2 separate regions of the Mus musculus genome follow, and region 2 is linked to region 1. The links are chromatin contacts, called in public HiChIP or PLAC-seq maps. All regions are on one chromosome and are shown on one strand. Each heading gives the region's core, a stretch centred on a gene start, on an enhancer-like site or on the middle of the called end of the contact. The rest is flanking DNA. Distances are from core to core; before and after follow the strand shown. Region 1 overlaps Acvr1 (activin A receptor, type 1). Region 2 overlaps Ccdc148 (coiled-coil domain containing 148).

The links. HiChIP or PLAC-seq counts read pairs in DNA pulled down with a chosen protein or histone mark.
Region 2: a contact with region 1 is called in a FOXA1 HiChIP or PLAC-seq map of pancreatic cancer cells. The contact joins two enhancer-like sites. A contact is called at or near these places in 2 of 115 datasets of contacts at active chromatin or transcription factors (embryonic stem cells and pancreatic cancer cells).

What each region holds. Positions count from the first base shown.
Region 1 is chr2:58,480,113-58,486,828 of GRCm38.p6, reverse strand. All of the region lies in intron 4 of Acvr1 (activin A receptor, type 1), which reads left to right. Among named protein-coding and RNA genes, the nearest start is that of Acvr1, 83 kb to the left of the region's middle. RefSeq lists an enhancer at 1-1,294. Within about 2 kb of position 2,273, at least 100 of the 459 cell types and tissues checked have an H3K27ac peak or open chromatin away from gene starts, as enhancers often do. A contact at or near this core is called in pancreatic cancer cells, where this site is marked.
Region 2 is chr2:59,040,645-59,047,481 of GRCm38.p6, reverse strand. The region is part of intron 1 of Ccdc148 (coiled-coil domain containing 148); the gene reads left to right. Among named protein-coding and RNA genes, the nearest start is that of Ccdc148, 120 kb to the left of the region's middle. Within about 2 kb of position 4,626, at least 50 of the 459 cell types and tissues checked have an H3K27ac peak or open chromatin away from gene starts, as enhancers often do. A contact at or near this core is called in pancreatic cancer cells, where this site is marked.

The DNA of each region.
Region 1 (6,716 bases), core at 1,024-3,523:
ATTCCTCCCTAATTTACCGGTGGAAAGATGGTGGAAAAATGGCAGCAAAGACCAGGGGCAGATTTCCTCCGGGAGCAGCCAGGTGCTACATGGCTCTCTCTAAACTGATTGGACTCGAAGGCACTTACTGTGTGTGTGTGTGTGTGTGTGTGTGTGTGTGTGTGTGTGTGTGTGTTAATGACCTTGATCACAAGAGCATCTTAGCAGCCCAAAGTCCACAAAGCAGCCAGCCAAACGAAGACCACCCGCAAAGCCCAGCTGTTTTATGAGTGCATTAAAGAGTTCCTTATTTACTTCTGGCCTCTGGTAAAAAAACAAGCGCTCTCTCTCTCTCTCTCTCTCTCTCTCTCTCTCTCTCTCTCTCTCTCTCTCACACACACACACACACACACACACACACTCTCACAAACACACACACACACACACACACACACACACAAATCTTATGCTCTCATAGCAAGTACTGAGTAGTGAACAGAGTCGGTGGTGTGACAGGCCCCTCTAGGAAGACATGATTTGCACGGACATGCCAGTAGGTGACTAAGCCTTGCCCGAAGATCTGTGTTGACATTTGAAGACTTTATGGGCCCAGTCTGCTCAGAAAACAGCTTCAGGTCTCTCCCTACCCCTGAATGTTTTCTGTGAATGGAAAATTCATGCTGAAGCAAATGTCCACCAGGTTGGTACTGCCAACTCCGGAGGCTGCTGCTGCTGGTAGCTGTGGGTTCCGTCCTCATGTTGTTGAGCATCAGAGCAAAGGGCCATCAGCCCTGGAAGATTCAGGTGCTGGGCCCAAGCAGGCAAAGTGAGATCCTTTCTCGGTAGGTTCAGAGGCTTCTATAAAGAAAGCACCTGGAATTCTGTACCAGAAAGAGGCTTCCTGAGGGCTCCCAGGATCTGAAGAGGGCAGGGTGGAGAGCTGGGTGAGTCAGACTATAGAGTCTGTCTTGTGAATAATGGAAGCCAGAGACCATCAGGCCTGTGTGGTTGCATGAGCGGGCATGCCACTCACGGAGTTAGAGAACACTCAGGAGAAACACATTTGGAGTAGCTACATCCTGAGTTCACAGTTCTTGGACTTGCCTGTTGTTCTTTCTATTTCATAGTCTTTTTTTTTTTTTTGACTATTTCTTTTTTCTCATAACTCTCTTGAAATTTATTAGTTTTTTGGCTGTATAACTTTACTAAGATTCAATATTTCTGGTTTTTTTTTTTTTTTTGGTTTTTTTGAACTAAGATGCTGATTTCCTAAAGGAGTATGTAGATTAAGAGAGCATTTGGGCCCCTGGTGTATTTTGTCCCTGAATGTATATAGCCTGCCTTCTTGCCAGAGGATCAAGTGCCCTTCAGTGGGCATTCCGCATAGACCTTTGTGTTCCTGTCTGAGTTGCAGGCTTGCTGGCAATGAAACCTGGCATTGCAAAATCCTTCCTTAAGTCTTTGTTTAATGCCAGAGATCTCAAATGCTTGCAGATTCTGGAGAGGTGCCAGACAGGGCTCCTAGATTAGGAGCCGGGTGGAAGGACTCCCATAATCTATACACCTAATATAAACTGCCATTTCAAATGAATGAATCGTTTGGACTGCTGGAAGGAGGCCAAGGATGTTTGGAGTTCCCTTTTTTTAGCTTATACAACGTCTGCACTATTGGGCTTTTACACCCACCTTCTAATTACTGCATTATTATCTGCACCCTTCGAGGTCAGATAAGAACTCAGCCTGTCCTCTTTGGTTGACCCTTAGCACAGGGTCCTGGCTCATCTGTCTTGTATCAAAGGTCTTCATGGAGAAGGTGGGCTTTCATGCACCCTACAGAACGATAAATCTGTTTGAATGCCTGAAGCATTACGCAGCACACCACTAGACGGACAGAGACAGAGAGGTCTGCAGCATCATGCCTCAACTGCTGATGGCCCAGCTCAACACAAACGTGAATAATTTTGCTACCAAACGCAAGATTGTCCCCAGCTATGAGCAGTCTGATGAAGTTCACGCTGCTCTTTGCTTTGCCAGTCTGGAGTCATCTCCTAGTAGGTGTGTCCAGATGGTGAGCTGAGTCTTGCCCAGAACAAGAAAAATCTTTTAAAAGACTTGGCTGCTGTGGACTCCTGGGGACTCCCAGTTTGTGCCTCTGGCTCTGCAGAAGAACCTCAATCTTCTACCACCCTGGAGGTTTCCTCCCTGGAAGAGGGGGGAAGCAGCCATCCTTTGCGGTCAGAATTCTCCAGGTTGTTCCTAGCCAGCTCCAGCTGTGAGCATTTTCACACGGCCCTGGTTCTGGTGATACAAAGAGCAGAGAGCAAGCTGAGCCAGCCATAACACTGAGTAAGTCTGGGAGGTGCCTCTTAGAACAAACAATGTGGGTGAGCTGTGCAGAGAGGGAATACCTCTGGCATGACATTTAAATTACTGAATTATTTAAATGAATGTCAATTAGGCAGAGTAGGCTTGCTGCCTTCTGCCAGGGCACTTCCTGGTTATTCACACAGGCAGGTGTAAGACTTTATTCCCTTCAGATATCACACTTCCTGTTGCACCGTGGAGAGGCAGCACACAACACAATTATCTACTTCTTGACGTCTGCGTTATCGATATCAGGGTCTGAGAGGTTCAGAACCCACACATTCTTATGGGTAGCCCTTGAAGGTATCCCCTAGCCCAACACCCAGCCCAAATAAAATCTTACAGGTCCACACACGTTATAGTGAATGTTAGGTTAGACCAGACTGAAAAAGTGAGTCATGGGTACTTTGAGGCTTGCTGTACCTCTGTGAGTTGTGGATATTAAAATCTAAGCATGTCCCACCGTCTGCCTCCCGTTCAGCCTTTGCTGAGTTAGCAATCCTAATTCAGAAAACCCCTTTGGCACCTCTTCACACTAACCCAGGTTGCCAGATGAAATTGCCATTGTGTGTGTGTGTGTGTGTGTGTGTGTGTGTGTGTGTGTGTGTGGTGTCTGGGAGGGGATGTCCTTTTTGTTTGTTTGTTTTTGTTTGTTTGTTTGTTTGTTTTTTCAAGACAGGGTTTCTCTGTATAGCCCTGGTTGTCGTGGAACTCACTTTGTAGACCAGGCTGGCCTCGAACTCAGAAATCCACCTGCCTCTGCCTCCCAAATGCTGAAATTAAAGGCGTGTGTCACCACAGCACGGTAGGGGATGCCATTCTTAAATTATGAATTGAAAGTCTTCATTTATATTTGTGTGTTTGTATAAAATAAATACATAAAGGATTTGCTAATTCATTTTATGGGGATGTACCAGTTAAGGAAAAGAAATGCTGGGAGAACAGCGTGAGAGAGCCAGAATCACTGGAGGTTTTGTACTCAGTGCTAACTGGGGTTTGGCTCCTGGTTCCATATCAAAGATGGAGTTAGTGGTTATATCCCACGAATAGCCATTTTCCCTTGGCCACTTTTCTTTGTCTTGAGTGTTGAGAGCAAGGGTATGTAAACCATGGGTTTTGACATTTGATTGAGAAGAGTCACCAACAGAAAAGCAGTCCAGTCCCTAACTCTTATTTCTGTCTGTATAAATGTAAGAAGTATGTAGGAGGTTGTAGGAGACTTAGGGAGACTCTGCAGGAGTAAATGCTGATTAGGGTTAAAGCTGCTTCACACCTCTGTACACTGCACAAGTGGGTTTAGTGAGTTGAATTTCACTACATGTTAAAGTTACTTGAGGCTTCTTGCTTCAGGTGAAATTCTTTAGGTTATAGCCCAGACATCTGTCACACACTCTCTATTTTATCCTGTCAAAAACAAGAGACCTTGAGAAAGCAGTGTTTTTTCCTATGTCTATGGATATAGAGTTTAATTTAGGCTGCAACTTTGAAACTAGCTCTCACTAAGAACTTATAATTAGACTACAAAGTGTGCCTTGGACCATACAGTTATTTATGTGTATTGCTTTACTTCTTTGTTTATTGTGATGCTGTGGATGAGTGGTTCTCACTCAGTGGGCCATGACCCCTTCACAAGGGTTGTACAAGGCCATTGAAAAACATAGATATTTACCTTACGATTCAAAACAGGAGCAAAATTATAGTTATGACGTGGCAATGTCCTAGTTAGGGTTTTACTGCTGTGAACAGACACCATGACCACAACAACTCTTATAAAGGAAAACTTTTAATTGGGGCTGGCTTTTAGGTTAAGAGGTTTAGACAGCAGAAAGTAATTGAGACACTAGGCCTTGCTTAAGCTTCAAAGCCAAACCCCTAGTGACATGTTCCTCCAACAAAGCCACTTCTACTTCAATAAGGCCACACCTCCTAATAGTGCCACTCCCTATGGGCCTATGGGGGCCATTTTTATTCAAATCACCACAAGCAACAAAAATAATGTTATGGTTGGGAGTCACCAGAACATGAGGAACTATATTAAAGGGTTGCAGCCTTAGGAACGTTGACAAGTACTGCTGTAGGTAAATCTAGGGCACCTCCGGCATGCGTCATGTGCTCCTCTGTGAACCGTACCATCCATTCTATAGGCCCAGTGATGAGTGAGATTGTTACAGTTTGTTGTTATTTATAGTAGTCCTTATATACAATATGGTGACTAACTGTATTTGATTATCTATTATCATTCTGTGAAATAAGTCACTCTTTATCTTATTTTCATTTATCTCTTCCTCACAACACTAACTCTTCGTTCCCCAGCCCAGCATCAGCCAGATATACTTTTCAGTATATTAGGTATGTTTTTGGAAACGTGTGATTAAAAACCATTTACAGTGAAAGTGTTTGTGTTTTAAATTTGCACCAGTTGCCTTATTTCAGTCTTTAAAATACAGTCATCACATTCTTTTTCAGGTCACACACAAATCAATGTGATGCCTTTAACTTCCTCCACAACTCCCCTCCCCTATCCAGTTCCTTCAAAGAATGGTCACATGTTGGGCAGCATGGTTGACAGGTCTTGGCCCAGCTTCATCCCGTTCAAGAGTGGCAAGCATGTGTAGCTCCCTAGAAATATTACCTTTCAACTCTCTTTTGATAAGTGTAAACTTCTTGCTAGATTGTGTCAAATAAAGATGATCTCTTTGCTCATTAAAGGTTTTTCACTCATTAAACATGTCGGAAAGCTCTGGATTCTGAGGGTTAGGCTGGTGACGTACTTAGCACCGGCAGTGGCTATTTTAGATTTTCTGCTTTCAGGCATGTCTTTGCTCTGGGATGAGCCCCTTGTGGTTTTCAAAAGAACTCACAAGTCAATTATAAACAGAAGGACGTGTCTGTGTGCCTGCGTGTACTTACGCTGTGGGATGTAGCACCCACACGACAGCGGGCAGGGAACTATATTTCCACTTCTTTGAAGAGGGAAGAAGAAAGATTAGCAACAGTTTTCTTTTCTTTTTGAGATAACCCACATCTCTGTACACACCCACATAAATCTGTGTAAGTGAACTTGACATTTTTACTTTAAGGTCTTCTCTTAAAAGCACCACTACCTGATTTCCTTCTCTCCTCTTTCTTTCTCGCTTCCCCTTCCCCTTCCCCTTCCCCTTCCCCTTCCCCTTCCCCTTCCCCTTCCCCTTCCCCTTCCCCTTCCCCTTCCCCTTCCCTTCTTTTCTTTCTTTTTCTCTATCTGTGTCTTTGTGTCTCTATCTTTGTCTCTGTTTGTCTCTCTGTCTCTGTCTCTGTCCTGGCTGTCTGTCTGTCTCTCTCAAAAGACAATTATCTCACTCTCTGTGCCACAGACCTTGGACAAGCTCTGGGGGCTGAATTTCCTTGAGTAGGGCTTTGCTGACCGTGGCCTTGGCTAAGGAACAGCCTTAAGGACTGGCCTCTGTGCACACTCTGTCTTCCCTTCCCTTCCCTGCTGACTAAAAGTGTTGGAAGTAGCAAGTCTGAACCAGTCATCCCGATGAGGGAGGAGGGACGAGATGTGAAAGCGGAACTGCAAATGAGTGTTTTCAGAAGGCAGTTGGGAGGGCGAGGGGGTGATGGTGCAGCCTCTGCTGTGACTCAGCTTCTTGACATCGCCAGGGACTACCTGGTCCCTGGTGCTACCTGCTACCTAATTGTTACATACAGCTTTCTTCCCTTTGTTTGGGCCCTTGGACTGAGTGTTTAAAGCCAGTTTCCCCCCATGTTCTTTACCAGTTGACAATTCCTCTTTTTTTTTTTTTTTTTTTTCTTTTGTTTTTCAAGACAGGGTTTCTCTGTGTAACCTTAGCTGTCCTGGAACTCACTCTGTAGACCAGGCTGGCCTCGAACTCACAGAGATCCGCTGCCTCTGCGTCCCGAGTTCTGGGATTGAAGGCGTGCATCACCTCTCCTGGTTATCAGTAGATGATTCTTAAGAGCTATTTGTTAGAATTTTAACCAGTGCACAAACACAAGTGTTCTCATCACAGGTGGTGGTCTAGTGTCTAGCTGAACATGACAGTAACTCTGGTTTGTAGCTACAAACTCTCGTACAAGTGTGTTCTGAAGCAGTTAAGTTCTGAAACATCATTTGCTTACAAGTACAGAGCTAGCAGGAACTGGTGCTAACTGTTGCCAAGTATTTATTTAGGAGCCCCCCCCCCCCTACACTTTTTGTATAAAATAACTTTGCCAGGCATTATGTTGCCATCAAATATTTAGTTTAGATTCAGGAATTATGGATATGGGAGAGGGACTCCATGTCAGGAGTCTGGGCATCACAATGCCACTCTCTGTGCTAGCATAATCCTCGGGAGGATGGATGGATGCACAACGTAAGGCAGATACAT
Region 2 (6,837 bases), core at 3,377-5,876, 560 kb before region 1:
CACACACACAAACACACATACACATACACACATTGGTCAGGCCCAACCACCTGTATCATGGACTTCATAAATGTTTAGGCATACTTACAAATACACACACACACACACACACACACACACACACATAGATGCATACACACACCACACATGCACACACACACACATTTGGTGCATGAGGCAGAGCCCTAGATGCCACATTTTATTCTTCTATTCTTCCCCTCTGTCTTTCTTACACCTTTTAAGACAAAAGCTTTAAAGAAAATTACCTCATAGATAAAATGTTACACAAAAGGGGAGTTACAGAAGATGTTGATATTAAGTTCAAAGCAGTGTTTCATTCTATACGCTCATTATACGTTCAAAGCAACAGTTTGACATGGCCTTGCTTTATCAGAGTGCACACCTGTGGCTTCAGATCCATCCTTGGATATGACCTAGAATAAATATTTTCCCTTGGTCAGAAATTTGTCCCAAGCCCATTTCTCTGTTTAGTGTAATTGTGAAAGCTCATTGTATTCCTTTTTTTACTGTTATATGAGGGGTGGGCACATTCTATTCTTGATTGTAACTTTATTACATCTTTCTGGAAAAACAAAACAATCTCTCAAAGCTTTCTTCCAAACATTATTTGAATCAAATCAGGAATTCTATAAAATAATGATCAGGAATTATGAAATCATCAATTCGTCTATACAGCATTACTACATGATGGTGTATCTTGGTCGCTGTGCAGAAAAATCTGCCCAACAGAGTGGGATTAGACTATGCAATAGTGACAGGTAAAGGCACATCAGCTGCAAGAAGCAGTCCTGAGATGAAGTCTCTTGGGATCTTGCCTTTCGGAGGTCACTCACTGTAGGCCATGCAGAAATGGTGGGCCACCTCCAGGAAAGTCACCTGCTAGCTTTAGCCTCTCATAGAGGGCTCCTGACAATAGGGGACAGTGGGATGTTGCAGAAAGGACATCTGTCCTGTCTAGGAATGATCTCTGGTAGGCTGCATCTGAGCTCAACAGACAATGAGCTTTTGCAGGACGTAGATTTAAAAACTTGGAGCTTCAGATTTTACAGTTCTCAATTCCCTAATTATTAAATATTGACATTTAATGCCAAACCTTTAGAAACCTAAACAAAGCACCTCGAAGGTTACAGTAATTATGTCTGAGAACCAAGTGGCTTGTTACCTTGTTTAGGGTTAGGATTTGCAATGTTCCCACTACTTCAGTGAGTGGTCCCATGGGTTGAGAGAGATATTCTTTGCTATTCACCAGCAGTTGGATCATTCTGAGCCACTCCATGAATTATTGCTTAGGAGGAAGACACTGGGTGGAGCCCATTTGATTAGATATTGCATGAAAACTAAAGGAAGTGACAGCATGAGTTACTAAGGACCTACTGTGAGTCACACACCTCACAAATGCCACTTTAGCTTAATCCTTTAGCATTCCTCTTCGACAGGTAAGGGAGAGTTATATGTTAAGATCTGCGTAAGTAGGAATGCCAGCTAAAGACATTTCTCTACTTTTGGGCAGTGTGGGGCTTGTGTCCAGAGGCACACTGCTCTGAAGGCTTCATCTGGGGATGGGGCAGGGCTCTCTTTATATACTCTGCATTATTGGAGTGCTCAGAATGAGTTTTCAGTGTCGATGGGGGATGGTCCCTCTAACCCAAAGGATGTCTGTACTACCAGGAACGCTTTGCTTTTGTACCCTATCTGAAATTCTAGCCTTGAGGGAGTCCTCTGTGGTACCAGTAGTACCCCTGGGAAGGCTGCACTGCAAGACAGTCTTCATTTGCCCGTGAGCATGGTTACTCAGTCACCTCCTTCAGGATCCACCAGAGAACATGGGAACTTTTCTGGATGGTGGGAGACAGAGACCACTCTGGGAATCCTGAATCATGGCTCAGTCACGGTGACTGGACGGTGGAACACAAGAGCGCCACGAGCAGGTCTCAGCCTGCTGCCAGAGCAGGATAGTGGGCATGGAGCCTCTTAAATACTTTGCCTTAATTTTTTTTTATCATGCCATAACTAAGTTTTGTTTACAATTGAAGAACAAATGACAGAGTTTCATTGTAGAGCAGGGTGAGAGACAGATGTCTTAGTCATCAGAATGTGGCAGAATCAAGGTGGCCATCTTTACAGAGTGAAAAATCTGAGATGTGGCACTTGCAAGAGAGCAGGGGATAGCTGCCTGGCTCTCCAAGAGCCCTGAGTGGGAACTTTGCCTTGGTCTTTCTCACATTCCTGGAGTGATGAGCAGTGTGGCTTCTACAGAGGAGCGCGAGGGGCTTAAAGAGCAAAGGTGATTCACGGCAAGGATTCTCCGACTCGTGTGAAGCCTCTGTACTCACTGTATTTTATTACGTGGCTTTGGCCCCAAACATCCCATAATTGTTTACGGTGCCAAGTCTGATAGGATTTTTCTCATGCCCGTGTGCAGCATGAATCCCAGCTCCCATGGTTTTGTAGATTCCAGGCGGCTCGTTGTCCTGCTCCTTTCCTTTGGAGATCCAGTAGGGAAAATTTTTTTTTTTTTTTTTTTTTGTTTTTTTGTTTTTGTGGTTCTGAATCAACATGGCATCCTTAACTCAGTTTCTTATCTACTGCTCAATGGGAATTGTTGCTTTGTTTAAACAGTAAATTGTCTTTCTGCAATTCTTGAATTTCCGAAGAATGCAAGAATAACGTTTGGATGTATTTATGTATTTACCAGGATTTACATTTGGTAGACAATCTTCAAATTGTGGCTCCTGAATGGAATCAGGCTCAGGGCTGTGAGGTGTGAGCATACCGTTTGCGATTGACACAACCCTCTCTGGGGTGTCCTCAGAGTCCCTTGTGTGAGCAGAAATGTAAGCCTTTTAAATAGGACTATCTCTGTCTAAGAGTCTAAGAGGTTCCTTGGTCATTAATGGCCAAATGACAATCAGAGCCTTTAAAACCAAGTGCGTTATGTGCCGTGGTTTGAATATGCCCTCCGGTCTGTGAAAGATAAACCAAGCCACCGTGGAATTGCTCCATTTGTCTAATCCACCGCCAGGTACTGGGAACGGCTTTTCCTGGTGAACTGCTCTATTCTTTGTGATATATTTGGAGATAAGAACCATTTATTTAGTTCCCAAGAAGGCTGGTAGAGAACAGTGTCTTTTAATATGACATGTCCCTCGGCGATTCCTCTTTAAAAGCCTGTCCACCTCTGTGATCTGCTCTCTTGTCAGCTCATCTATTTAATTTTGGCTGCCCTTTTCTGAATTGAAGCCATCCATGTTCTTGGCATCAGCATATTTCTGTCAAGCCTCTTTCTATCCGTTTTCTTCTGTTTTTATCTAAGGCTGCCCACTGGCCCCCTCCCCCGCCCCGTTCCATCCCCCCACCCCACAGCCTGCAGATCACGGGGTTGCTGGACTAATCGAAACATGTCATGCGGTTGTGCTTCCCGGATCTTAGTCTGTTTCCCGAGGTCTTCCTTCCCTCCCCAGACAATTCAAGGCTCACCTTACAAGGCACCTGCCCCTTCCTTTTCCAGCTTGGCCTTCAACCAAAAGCCAAATTAGGCTGTCGGCCTGGGCACCCCAATGGCACATTGTGCGTCGCCTGAGAGTCATGACCCAAGGCTCACTCTGCAGACCAGTGTTCTTTCTTGTGGAACAATCCAGGCACTGTTAGATTTTTCTGTTTATCTCAGATCCACAGCAGCCTAAGTACCGTTTCCTGGCACCTCGGCTCACTTTCCCCATCTTTCTGAGCCGCTCCTGCAGTTGCTCACACGCCGTATTTTATGAGTTAGTAACCTTTATCTGGTTTCAGGAGAACTTACAGACGGTGTTAACTTTCTTAAAAGCTGAAACTACCTCCACATGTTGGAGCGGCGGCTCCCCGATCTTAACTAATGCTTGTAATGTGAGTGCCGGGGGTGATAAGGAGAAGTCAAGCAGGATTCTGTTCTCCGTGGGGGCTTCATTACCACAGCCCAGTGTGTGACTGTGTGCAACCATATACAGTGTGCTGCCATCAGGCCCACTGAAGACAAAAACGCAACGGTAATATCGTGATGTTTATGGGGGATTTAAAAACACCAAGTTCATCTGGCGCACGCCTTTAATCCCAGCACTCCGAGGCAAACATGTCCGATCTCTGTGAGTTTCAGGCCAGCTTTGTCTACAAGAGTGAGTTCCAGGATAGCCTGGGCTACGTGAAGAGAAACCTTGTCTCAAGAAAAATCCAAATAATAGAAGAGGAAAATGTAGATTTGTACCAATACTGCTGTTTCAGAACGCTGCTTTAAGGACTGATATCGTCCTGAGATAGTAGTGAAGATAATGCAGAAATCGTTTATAAGTTGTGGACATTGTGACACAATATGCTAAAAAAAAAGTCTTGTTGACTCTATGTAATGACAATGCTGGGTAGCCTCTGGCAAGAAGCTAGAGTCACAGCTGCTTGGGCCGTGGCATCTGTGCTTCAGCACCAGCACTGGGGCTGGCAAAAGGCTCAGCAGGGATCCGACAAGCGAAGGATAAGTGGAGAAACCAGCAGACACCCACAGTAGCAAAAGGGGTGCTCTGCAGGGACTGCCCCCTCCCCCGGGATGACCTCACACGATGTATGAGGAGTCAGAACCACGAGTGAGTCAGCGACAGGAAGGGGATTTTTCCCTGGGATGACAAATTACAGCCCTGTGCGCTCTCTGTGGGTGGTGACGTCATCACTCCGTCCCCCAGGGAAAGACTATCAGGTAAAGGGAGGAGTCTGAACCCACCCTCCTTCTCGGTCCGGCACACTGTCCTGTCCCTCAAACCCTCGCCCAGCTCTCCCATCTCTGGTCTTGCCTCTGCTGTTGAGGAAGTTCTATCACCCGAAAGGCTTACGTGGGTCACAACATGATCTGTTATCTATCTGTGCTCCCCATCCTATAGTTTTCTACTAACTGACTATAACTTTATTTATATACATGCCCCCTGCGAGACCATGCTTAATGTGGTTAACACAGGCCCTTTTGAACTCATGCCATGACAATTGCACCCAAGAAATTTCATGACTAGCTAGATGGGGTGGTGCACACTTTAAATCCCAGCACTGCGGAAGGCAAAGGCAGGTGGATCTCTGTGGGTTCAAGGTCAGCCTAGTCTAGTGAGATCCAGGGCAGCTGGGGATTTCAACCCCTCATACACACAAAAATCATGCTCTGTCTCAGTTGTCTTACTAGTTAATGATCTACTTACTATCTTTGGAATTCCTCTCTTAGGAATTTGGGTTCCTAGCTCAGGGGCCCTCGGAATCATTTTATTCTTGAACTATATAACATTAACTGTTACAATGAGCAATATGGGACAGTAGTAAACTGCGCTTTCATAAATAAAAAGAGAGCTTACACTTTTTTTTTTCCAGAGTGAAACCATTTAGGTAAATAGTACTGTGGAATAAAGTCTCATTACTTTGGGAGTGAAGGTTTAATTTATCTATGTTATTGTGATTAAATGTTCTCCAGGATTTTACAGTAGTTAAAACTGGCCTAATATATTTTAAGACTACGAATATAGACGTTTTACAAATAATATTGATCTTTTAATTAAAGTTCATGATAAACATAGACTATCCTTTTTAAACATGAGCTTTTTAAAAATTTGTGTTATTAGAGAAGAGTATAGCAGTCATCAGTAACAAGGGGAAGGTGCCATTCGCGCCTCCGTAAAGGCAGGGCCTGTGACCCTTGTGTCTGCTTCTTTAGCTCCTGTGGCACCAGCAGGTAATAAGAATCCAATAAATCGTCGGATGACACCAGCCACATATTACACTGCTGCCTGCCCAGAAAACGAATCTTGAATAATGGCTATTACTTGGGCAATAGCTTTCAGTTTGTGATGTGGGAATCTTTGGTGTTGTCTGAAGATGCCGAAGGATTTTGCAAGTAGTATATTACTTCCTGCCGAAGGTTTGCCATCCCCTGGGTGTGTGCGTTTATAAGTATTCTTAGGTATGGTGCAGTCCAGTTTAAGAAAATAAAAATGCATTGGTTGAAGAATACTGAGAAGTTGGAAAGATGAAAAAGAGAAAAGAAAGAGGAAGGAGGAGGAGGGTGAGGAGGATGAGGAGGAGGAGGGTGAGAAGGAGGAGGAGGAGCAGTCACTGCTGCCACCATCACCAAAGAAAGGGTCACAGCACACAGCGCCTCCCCTAAGGTCCCTAGCCCCTCGCCTTGGAGTGAGAGGCTTCAGCTCAGCTCAGGCCAGCGTTCGTGGGAAACGTGCTTATGAACCTGTGAAGACTTAGATCTCAGAACATTAGTCTCCGGGTAGACTGGCTTCAAGCTTTCCTCGGTCTTGACTTTAAAATCTCGGAGAAGAAATTTTATGACGGTTTCACTGTGAACGGGGTCTGAAACCTGTTTTACTTCATTACTTGGCAGCCCACCACTCTCTCCTTACCATCCAAGTTTTTCCCCAAGGGGTCCTCCTCAGCACCATTGTCTCTGTTCCGATCTTGGACTCCCCGCCCAGGCTTTCCTGTATTCACTCTCCCCGAGGCCCAGTTCACTCTGAGATTTCCCCATTCGTCTGTCTGATAGGTCTGGGGTGCTTCTGCCTTGACCTTGATGGAATGCTCCCTGCCGAGAGACTCTCCTTCCAACTTTCTGTCTGGGAGAAAGTGCACTTCACAGTGTATAAGTTTCAAGGCCATTTTAAAATCTACTTTTAAAAGCTTCTCATTTATGGACAAGAGGCCGTTCCTTGATGTCTGTTGCCCTCCAAGCAGTATGTAAATATAGTACAAGTTCTTGAACTCGTGCCTTTCATAAAACAAATGCCTTTAATCATTGGATGCCTTGATTGTTCT